Linked DNA regions of Sus scrofa: all the other regions are linked to region 1. Evidence: chromatin contacts called from public promoter capture Hi-C and targeted proximity ligation data. All regions are on one chromosome and are shown on one strand. The core of a region is the stretch at or near the end of the contact, and the rest is flanking DNA. Distances in the headings are between cores, read along the strand shown. Region 1 holds the start of ATXN2L (ataxin-2-like protein). Region 2 overlaps SBK1 (serine/threonine-protein kinase SBK1). Region 3 holds the start of SLX1A (structure-specific endonuclease subunit SLX1).

Region 1 (2,529 bases), core at 18-2,517:
GAAGAGAGAGAAAGACACTGGAAGTTTATCTGGGATTGAAACCACAGACTCATCACTCCTCCACTCTATTTTCCACACTGCAAAGGGTAATCTTTTAAAAATTGAACCGGTTCTATCCCCGGCCCAGTACAGTGGATTAAGGATATGGCGTTGCCTCAGCTGTGGCGTAGGCTGCAGCTGTGGCTAGGATTTGATCCCATATGCTGCAGGTGTGGCCGTTAAAAAAAAAATAAAGTTCATTAAAAAAATGTAAATCTGGGAGTTCTTGTGATTCAACAGGTTAAAAATCCAACTAGTGGGAGTTCCCATCTTGGCTCAGCAGTTAACAAACCCGACTAGTATCCATGAGGATGCTGGTTCAATCCCCGGCCTCACTCAGTGGGTTAGAGAACTTGGCATTGCTGCAAGCAGTGTTGTAGCTCACAGATGTGGCTCTGGCCTGGTGTTGCTGTGGCCACTGCTTTGAGGATTATGCTCATGTCTCCTTAATATCTGGTCCCACGTTACTTAATTTTCCAGTTTCCTTTTTCAACCTCCTCCCTCTTTAATTTCATACTCCAGACATGCTGAAGTTTTCCTAACTTGTCACATCCTATGCCCCCTGCCTAGAAACCCATCACCCAGTGCTGAATTAGATGTCATTCCTATCTACTCTTAGTGCCCCGTGCTTCACCTAAGAGATCTAATTGTCTGAATCTACCACTAGTTTAAACTCCTTGACAAGGGCAGGAAGTAATTTCATTACAGTTATATCGAAAACACCTAGCCTAATGTCCTAATGACCAACTAATTTGAATGAATGAAGGCTACCTTCCTTGTCGAGTGGGGTGGAGGATTTTGAACTAGACTCTAGGAACTTTGGCCTTCAGACAGTCTCTTTGCTGCTAGTTTAAGAGTCCCGTTCCAGGGCGTGGAGAAATTACTATATTGAAAACCATATAATATAATTTAGAATTAGGCAGATATTTATCTCCAAACTGCTATCTTTAACGCCTATCAGGCTTTTATGTAAATCAGATAAGCTCCGAGAGTAGCTCCCCACGAAACTACCACCAGCTTCAGCGAAGTCCCGGGTCTACTCTCGGGATTTTTTTTTTTTTGCACTCAAGACTCCGCCCACAGGCCCCCGAATGGCGGAAGAACTGCACGCTACGTCGTGACTTCTCACAAGACTGCGGAGGCATCCCGACGCTACGCCGGCGGCGTAGGCGGGGCGGCCGGCTCTTCCTTCCTCTCTGCTGCTTCGGCTCCTCCCCCAGCGCTTCACACGCTCATTGTGAAGCGACAGCGGCCGGCAGTCTTCTGGGCTGCTTGAGATCTAGAGACCCTAAATCCTTGGCGCGCGTGAGCGCCCGCGCTGCTCCTCTCCCACTCCAAAGGCTAGAGGCGCGAGATTCACCTTTCTTTATTCCCTCCTCTGTCGCCCGGAGCTAACCGCCCCGGTGCGCTCGGACATCTCGCGCCGACGCTCCCTCCTCCCCGCCCCTCCCCCTTCGGGAGCTCCCGCCCGGGCGCTCCTCCCCCTCCCTTTTCCCCGGCGACGCGCACGCGCGCCAAGCCGGCTCGCGCCCTCTCGCTTTCCTCCGGCCCGCGAGACCCCCTCCCCTTCCGCCTCGCGGCGCTTCCTCGCGCCGCGGTCTTCTCTATCCACCCCCGACACCGCGGGGCTCGCCCCCGCCCGCCAACGGCGGGTCCCCAGCTTCCCAGTCCACCTCGCTTCCCGCGCTCTCCGGCGGGGCCCCAGCCCCGGCCTCCTCTCTCCCTCCCTTCCCCCTAATTCCCTTTCCGGACGCTGCCATCATGTTGAAGCCTCAGCCGCCACAACAGACCTCCCAGCCCCAGCAGCCGCCCCCCACGCAACAGGCCGTGGCCCGACGGCCTCCTGGGGGCACCAGCCCTCCCAACGGCGGCCTCCCGGGGCCCCTGGCCTCCACCTCGGCTCCCCCAGGGCCTCCCGCGGCCGCTTCCCCCTGCCTAGGGCCTGCAGCCGCTGCCGGGAGCGGACTCCGCCGGGGAACCGAGGGCATCTTGGCGCCACAGCCGCCGCCGCCGCAGCAGCAACATCAGGAGAGGCCAGGGGCAGCGGCCATCGGCAGCGCCAGGTGAGAACGTGTGGGTTTCCGGGCGCCGGAGCCAAGGTGGCCGAGACCTGTACACCGCGCGAGGCAGACCTCTAGCCTCTGGCCACCTTTGAGGGACGCCAGGGGGAGTGGGGAAATCCCGTGGAGCTGGGGGTGGGCCCTTCAGGTTCTAACAGGTCGGAGGAAAGCCTCCGCGGCTAGCCACCGGGACATTGAGGGTGCGCGCTCAGCTCTGAGCGACCAGTCACTGCTCGGGGCTTGGGCCTTAAGGGCAGGCAGGGCGCATCCCGCCAGCGGCGTCGGAACGAGTTGGGGGGGTGAAGAGGTGATAGGGGTCCCCGGCTCCATTACCACGAAGGGTCTCGCGGTCCGGAGCTTCAGCCAATGGGGAGTCAGCTGCGGGAAGGGGTCCCTGGCCGTAGCCAATGGAGGGGGGCGCGCGGCCCAC
Region 2 (2,529 bases), core at 13-2,512, 210 kb after region 1:
CCCGCCTACCTCTGCATTCCTGCCTGCCTTGGGCCAGCAGCTGCAATCCTGGACATGTTTACATGAAGCCTTTTAGGAACAGGTCTCTTTTCACAGGGTCACACACTGAGATGCCCACAGGAACCAAGGCGGGACTGTGAATGGGGGAACATGGCTTGGGTGGGGACAGGGTGATCTGGAGAGCCCTGGCTCATCTGAATGGTGGTCCCTATCCCCAGTGGCCCACTGCTGTCATTGTGGGAATGTGAACTCAGCTTTTCAGAGCTTCCAATTTTTCAGGAGAAGCTGGAAATCTGGATCCTAAGCTATAATGCCCTGATTTTTAAAATATTGGCATTTTTTTTTTTCTTTTTAGGGCTGCACCTGCAGCATATGGAAGTGCCCAGGCCAGAGGTCAAGTCGGAGCTGCAACTGCCAGCTTATGCCACAGCCACAGCAATGCCAGATCCGAGCTGCGTCTGTGACCTACACCACAGCTCATGGCAACCCTGGATCCTTAACCCACTGAGTAAAGCCAAGGATCAGACCAGCTTCCTCATAGATACTAGTCAGGTTCTTAACCCACTGAGCCACAACGGGAACTCCTTGGCAGAATATTTTTGAAATCATTTTTCAAAAGTCAGGCAGGCTCTGTCCTTGAGGGGGGGACCAAGGATAGGATAGAAGGGCTGCTTCTGTGAGCCTTCTGCCCACTGCAACATCCACACCGGGGGTCTTGGCAAACCTGGGAATGCAGACACCACCTGGGGTGTAGCCTCAGAGGTCAGCTCTTGGCTGGTCTGGGCAGAAGCTGGGCAGGAGCAGGGGCAGTTAGGAGAATGGCTGGGAAGAGGTACCCCCCTCTGAGCCTCTCAGGTACAGGCAGTGACATCCATCAGGGGATGATGTGGTTGCCAGGCAAGGGCAGCTGCTAATCTCTTGGGTATCTGCAGGTGCAGAAGGAGGCTTGGAGGCAGAAGGATGAGACCACGGCCAGGAATGAGCCACAGGGAGAGGTTTGCTCCAGAAACGAGAGAACCAGCAAGACTGAACAGGAAAAGGGGGAGCTCAGCCAGGGCTGTGCCTGCCGGAGGCCACCCCCACCCCAGCCTCTGCTCTTCCCCCAGTCCAGAAGTCACCTTCCATTTCTCACCCTGGATCTGGGCTGGGTAGGGCAGGATTGCAGGGGCTGCAAGAGCAGAGAAAGACAGAGGCGGAGGCAAGACCTCCTCCACTGTCAGGTCGGATTAGCCATTCCTCAGTGTGGCAGCAGCGCTTCACAGGCGTGACCTCATTCATCCTGCGAATCATCTCAGGTCAGGGCCATCGCCGTGCCCGCTGAACCGCGGACGAAAGTGGGTCACGGAGCGGTCGGGTAACTGGCTAAAGTCACACAGCCTAGAAGTAGTGGGACCTGGCGTTAACCCTAGGACTATGCGGCTGCAGTACCTGAACTTTGAAGATAGAAACGGTCAGCAAAAGAGGTGGAAGCACAAATGGAACCTGCTGGGCCAGCCCTGCATGTGCGGGCGTGGCGCTCCCTCTAGTGGCCAGTCTGCCACAGTGCAGGACAGACGATGAGCGAGCCAGGCGCTGGTCTCGTCTGTCTCTGTCTCACTTATAAGCGCTGACACCCCGACCCGCCCAACGCACACACAGCGTACACCCACGCGTTTACTCTCTAGTTCTCCAGGGGAAGATCACAACATCTCCACCTTCTCACCTACAACCCAGGACACGCGACGCCTACCCAGCTGCTCCTCTAAAGCCCCTTTCCCTGGTCAGGCTCCACCAGCCATGCCAGCCTCAGGCAACCTTCCTGTTGCCCCCCTGTCTCTTTCTCTGTCAGACCCTGTGTCTCCTTGTCTACACCCATGGTTCTCAAACTCTGCTGCACATCGTAATCTACTGGGGAGTTTTTAAAAATCCCGATGCCCAGACCACACCCAGAACAAATGAATCAATCTCTTCTTTCACCATCTTTTTTTCTTTTTAGGACCACACCCCCAGCATATGGAGGTTCCCAGGCTAGGGGTCAAATCAGAGCTATAACTGCAGGCCTATGCCACAGCCACAGCAACGCCAGATCTGAGCAGCAGCTTACGGCAATGCTGGATCCTTAACCCACTGAGTGAGGCCAGGCATTGGACCAGCATCCTCATGGGTACTCATCAGGTCCTTAACCTGCTGAGCCCCAATGAGAACTCCATTCTTTCACCATCTTTAGGTCTTCTGGGTACAAACCTTAGAGGCAAGGGTGGAGGAGATCTCAGCACACCCTTGGTTCTCTGGCCTTTCCTGTCACCTTAACCCTCTCCCCTCTGTCTCTGAGGCTCACACCCTACAGCTTGCAATTGCACCCCTACCCCCTCTGAGATCTCTATTTAGACTCCCTCCCTCTGTGTTTCTCCCTTCCATCCCCTTCATCCATTGCTCTGGTACCCACAAGCAGCAGCTCTTTGATCTATCAAGGCCAACAGTTCCCTGCCAGCATCACTTTCTCATGGCCCATCAGCCCCTTCTGCCTTGATGGTCCATAACGCTCTGCCT
Region 3 (2,529 bases), core at 16-2,515, 160 kb before region 1:
CTCGTCTGCCACCTACACCACGGCTCATGGCAACCTGGATCCTTAACCCACTGAGCGGGGCCAGGGTTTGAACCTGCAACCTCATGGTTCCTAGTCGGATTCATTAACCACTGAGCTATGACGGGAACTCCTTATCTGTTCATCTTGAAGGAGGACAGAGCAGGAACCCCCAGCAATGATCAATGAATGGGGCGGGGGAGGGGGGGAGAGTTGGGTGGGTAGTGGCAGTACCCCTAGGGAGTCCACCAAGAATTACAGAGTAGACCTGTGAGGCCTACCCTGGAAGGGACTTTAAAGAGAGAACTTTCACTTTATAGACACAGAGGCCTATGTGTGGAGAGGGAGTTGCCCAAAGTAAAACAATGGAGAGAGTAAGAGGTAGGGAGAAGCCAGGCCCTAGACTCAGCCTCTGCATGCTTCCCACCCTCCTACACACACCACACTGACACAGAAGCTGGCCCTGATTCATAATTTAATAGGTGTGTGGGTCTGGTTTCCTTATTTTTGCTGCTCACGGGCCCACTGCTCTGGGGTCAGGGTTTTCTGCTCAAAGGCATGGATGTGCGGAAGCTCTTCCGATAGGCACGTGTTCACAAGCCTGGGAGAGAGATGGGGTTAGAAAAAGGCACGTCAGGGCCTGGGTCGCGGTCCCCAAAGCTAGAGTGAGCCGGGAGAGTGGAGGTGCCCTCAGCACCTGGAAACTAGAGAGGCAGCGGGCTTAGATCTTAATATTTGAAGTAGAGGCCACAAAGGTGGGATCCCTGGGGTCGTGGTTTGCGATTCTGGGCCACACTGGCGGGCGTGAGGGAGTCAGGTTTTGGGGAGTGGCCAGGGATGTGGTCCCGGAAGCGGGATTGCTTTGAGTGAGGTGTCCCGAGGGGTCTCACCGGTGTCTCTGAAGCAGAGGCTTCCCTTCGAACTTAGCCGACACCACGAGCACTCGGAAGCTGGACGCACAACGATTGGGAGTCGTGTCCTCCACTTCCTACGGGGCAGAATGGTGCGGGTGGTGCCAAAGTCGCCCCCCAGGAGCCCTGTTGCCCTCGTCGGGCAAGTCTAGGCCGCTGAACTCACCACGTGCTCAGCCTCTAGGTCCCGCTGCAGCTTCTCCCGGAGGTAATCGGCGCTGAGTTCCATTGCAGCAGCCCAGCGAGGGCAGCAGCCCAGCGGGGACGGAACCCCAGCCCGGACCCCGGCCACACTGCTTCCGCCCTTACTGGCGCCACTTCCGCTGAGACCTCTACTTCCGCCCTTACTAAGGCGTCGGTAAACTCAGCACTTCCGTCCTCTCTCAAGCCCGGTTTTCCAACAATCCTGGGGGGTTCTGCTCCTAACATCTGTCAGCCAATGAGAGTCTGCATAAGGACCGAATCGGCCCCAGCGGACGCCCATTGGTGCCTGCCGTCTGCATAGCAGCCTGGGTTCTGTGCGCCGGTTTGAATACCCTAGGTCCAGCTAGGAGAGGGTGCACTAGCCTGCACTGCTGTGGCCTTTAGGGTACTCGGGATCGCCCCAAGCGCTTTTTCCTAGACAAGCATCTGGCAGCCCTGGCAAGCCTGCTCTCTCCAGGGTCACAGGCCAGAGCAAGTTCCAATGGGCCCCGCGGGGGTCGCGGCGAGGGCCGGGCGCTTCTTCGGCGTCTACCTGCTCTACTGCCTGAACCCTCGACACCGAGGTCGCGTCTACGTGGGGTTCACAGTCAACCCTGCTCGTCGGGAGCAGCAGCACAACGCGGGCCGTAAAAAAGGCGGGGCCTGGCGGACCAGTGGCCGCGGGCCTTGGTAAGAGGGAGCTGGCCAAAGTCAGGAGGAGGGCTTCGTGGAGAAGGCGTGGCCCGGCGGGGGAGAGGCCGGCCGAGAGGGGCGGGGCCAGGCCAGTGACGGTGGGCGGGGCCAGCATGGAGGCTGACCCAAGGGGCTGGGTGCGGGGTCCTAGGGACTAGAGAGGGCCTATCGCGGGGATGGAGCGCAGGAGCACTGTGAAACTTGGCTGTGGGTCTCAGAGGAGGGGGTTGGGTGGGCAGGGGAATGATGATCTAGGTTTGGTCCAGCGACAGGGAGCTTGGTGAACAAGGCTGGGTTGGAACAGAGGAAGCCTGGAAGGGAGAGGAACTGAGAAGGGCAATTAAGTACCTGTGCCTGGGGGTTAACCTAAGGTTAGCAGGTGCGAGGAGACGGGGTAGGGCCTCGTGGGCTAAGCTTGAGGTCAGGTGTGATCCACTTTTGCGTGGGACTGGAGGCGCATTATGACTAGGGCTTTCAGTTTGACACCAGATGGGGAAGGGATCTCACAGGCTGCGCCCACTTTCTCATCCCCAGGGAGATGGTGCTCATAGTACACGGCTTCCCCTCCGCGGTGGCCGCCCTTCGGGTAAGAAAGGAGATGGGAAGGTGGGAGGACGCGGTTGAGGGGCGGTGCCTAGGGCTTGAGGCCTTCCCTGGGCGGCCCTGAAGCTCCATACCCCCCACCTGCAGTTCGAATGGGCCTGGCAGCACCCGAAGGCCTCGCGCCGCTTGGCCCATTTGGGTC

What was found. Promoter capture Hi-C pulls out the DNA fragments that hold promoters and counts their contacts.
Region 2: a targeted proximity ligation map of alveolar macrophages shows a contact between it and region 1. A contact is called at or near these places in 3 of 5 promoter capture datasets (fetal liver, fetal skeletal muscle and skeletal muscle), 13 of 47 Hi-C or Micro-C datasets (alveolar macrophages, embryonic fibroblasts, fetal skeletal muscle and 6 more) and 2 of 2 datasets of targeted methods (alveolar macrophages and skeletal muscle).
Region 3: a contact with region 1 is called in a promoter capture Hi-C map of liver, with 2.4 times the contacts expected there. A contact is called at or near these places in 1 of 5 promoter capture datasets (liver), 1 of 47 Hi-C or Micro-C datasets (embryonic fibroblasts) and 1 of 2 datasets of targeted methods (alveolar macrophages).

What each region holds. Positions count from the first base shown.
Region 1 is chr3:18,504,825-18,507,353 of Sscrofa11.1, forward strand. It overlaps ATXN2L (ataxin-2-like protein), which reads left to right and starts at 1,268. Exons shown (of 21, transcript XM_021088041.1): 1 at 1,268-2,102. The coding sequence starts at 1,801.
Region 2 is chr3:18,714,814-18,717,342 of Sscrofa11.1, forward strand. All of the region lies in intron 1 of SBK1 (serine/threonine-protein kinase SBK1), which reads right to left. Among named protein-coding and RNA genes, the nearest start is that of SBK1, 17 kb to the right of the region's middle.
Region 3 is chr3:18,345,236-18,347,764 of Sscrofa11.1, forward strand. It overlaps SLX1A (structure-specific endonuclease subunit SLX1), which reads left to right and starts at 1,266. Exons shown (of 6, transcript XM_021088035.1): 1 at 1,266-1,781; 2 at 2,319-2,370; 3 at 2,475-2,529. The coding sequence starts at 1,594. It overlaps BOLA2B (bolA-like protein 2), which reads right to left. Exons shown (of 6, transcript XM_021088036.1): 3 at 1,208-1,337; 4 at 1,075-1,205; 5 at 888-985; 6 at 456-598. The coding sequence ends at 499.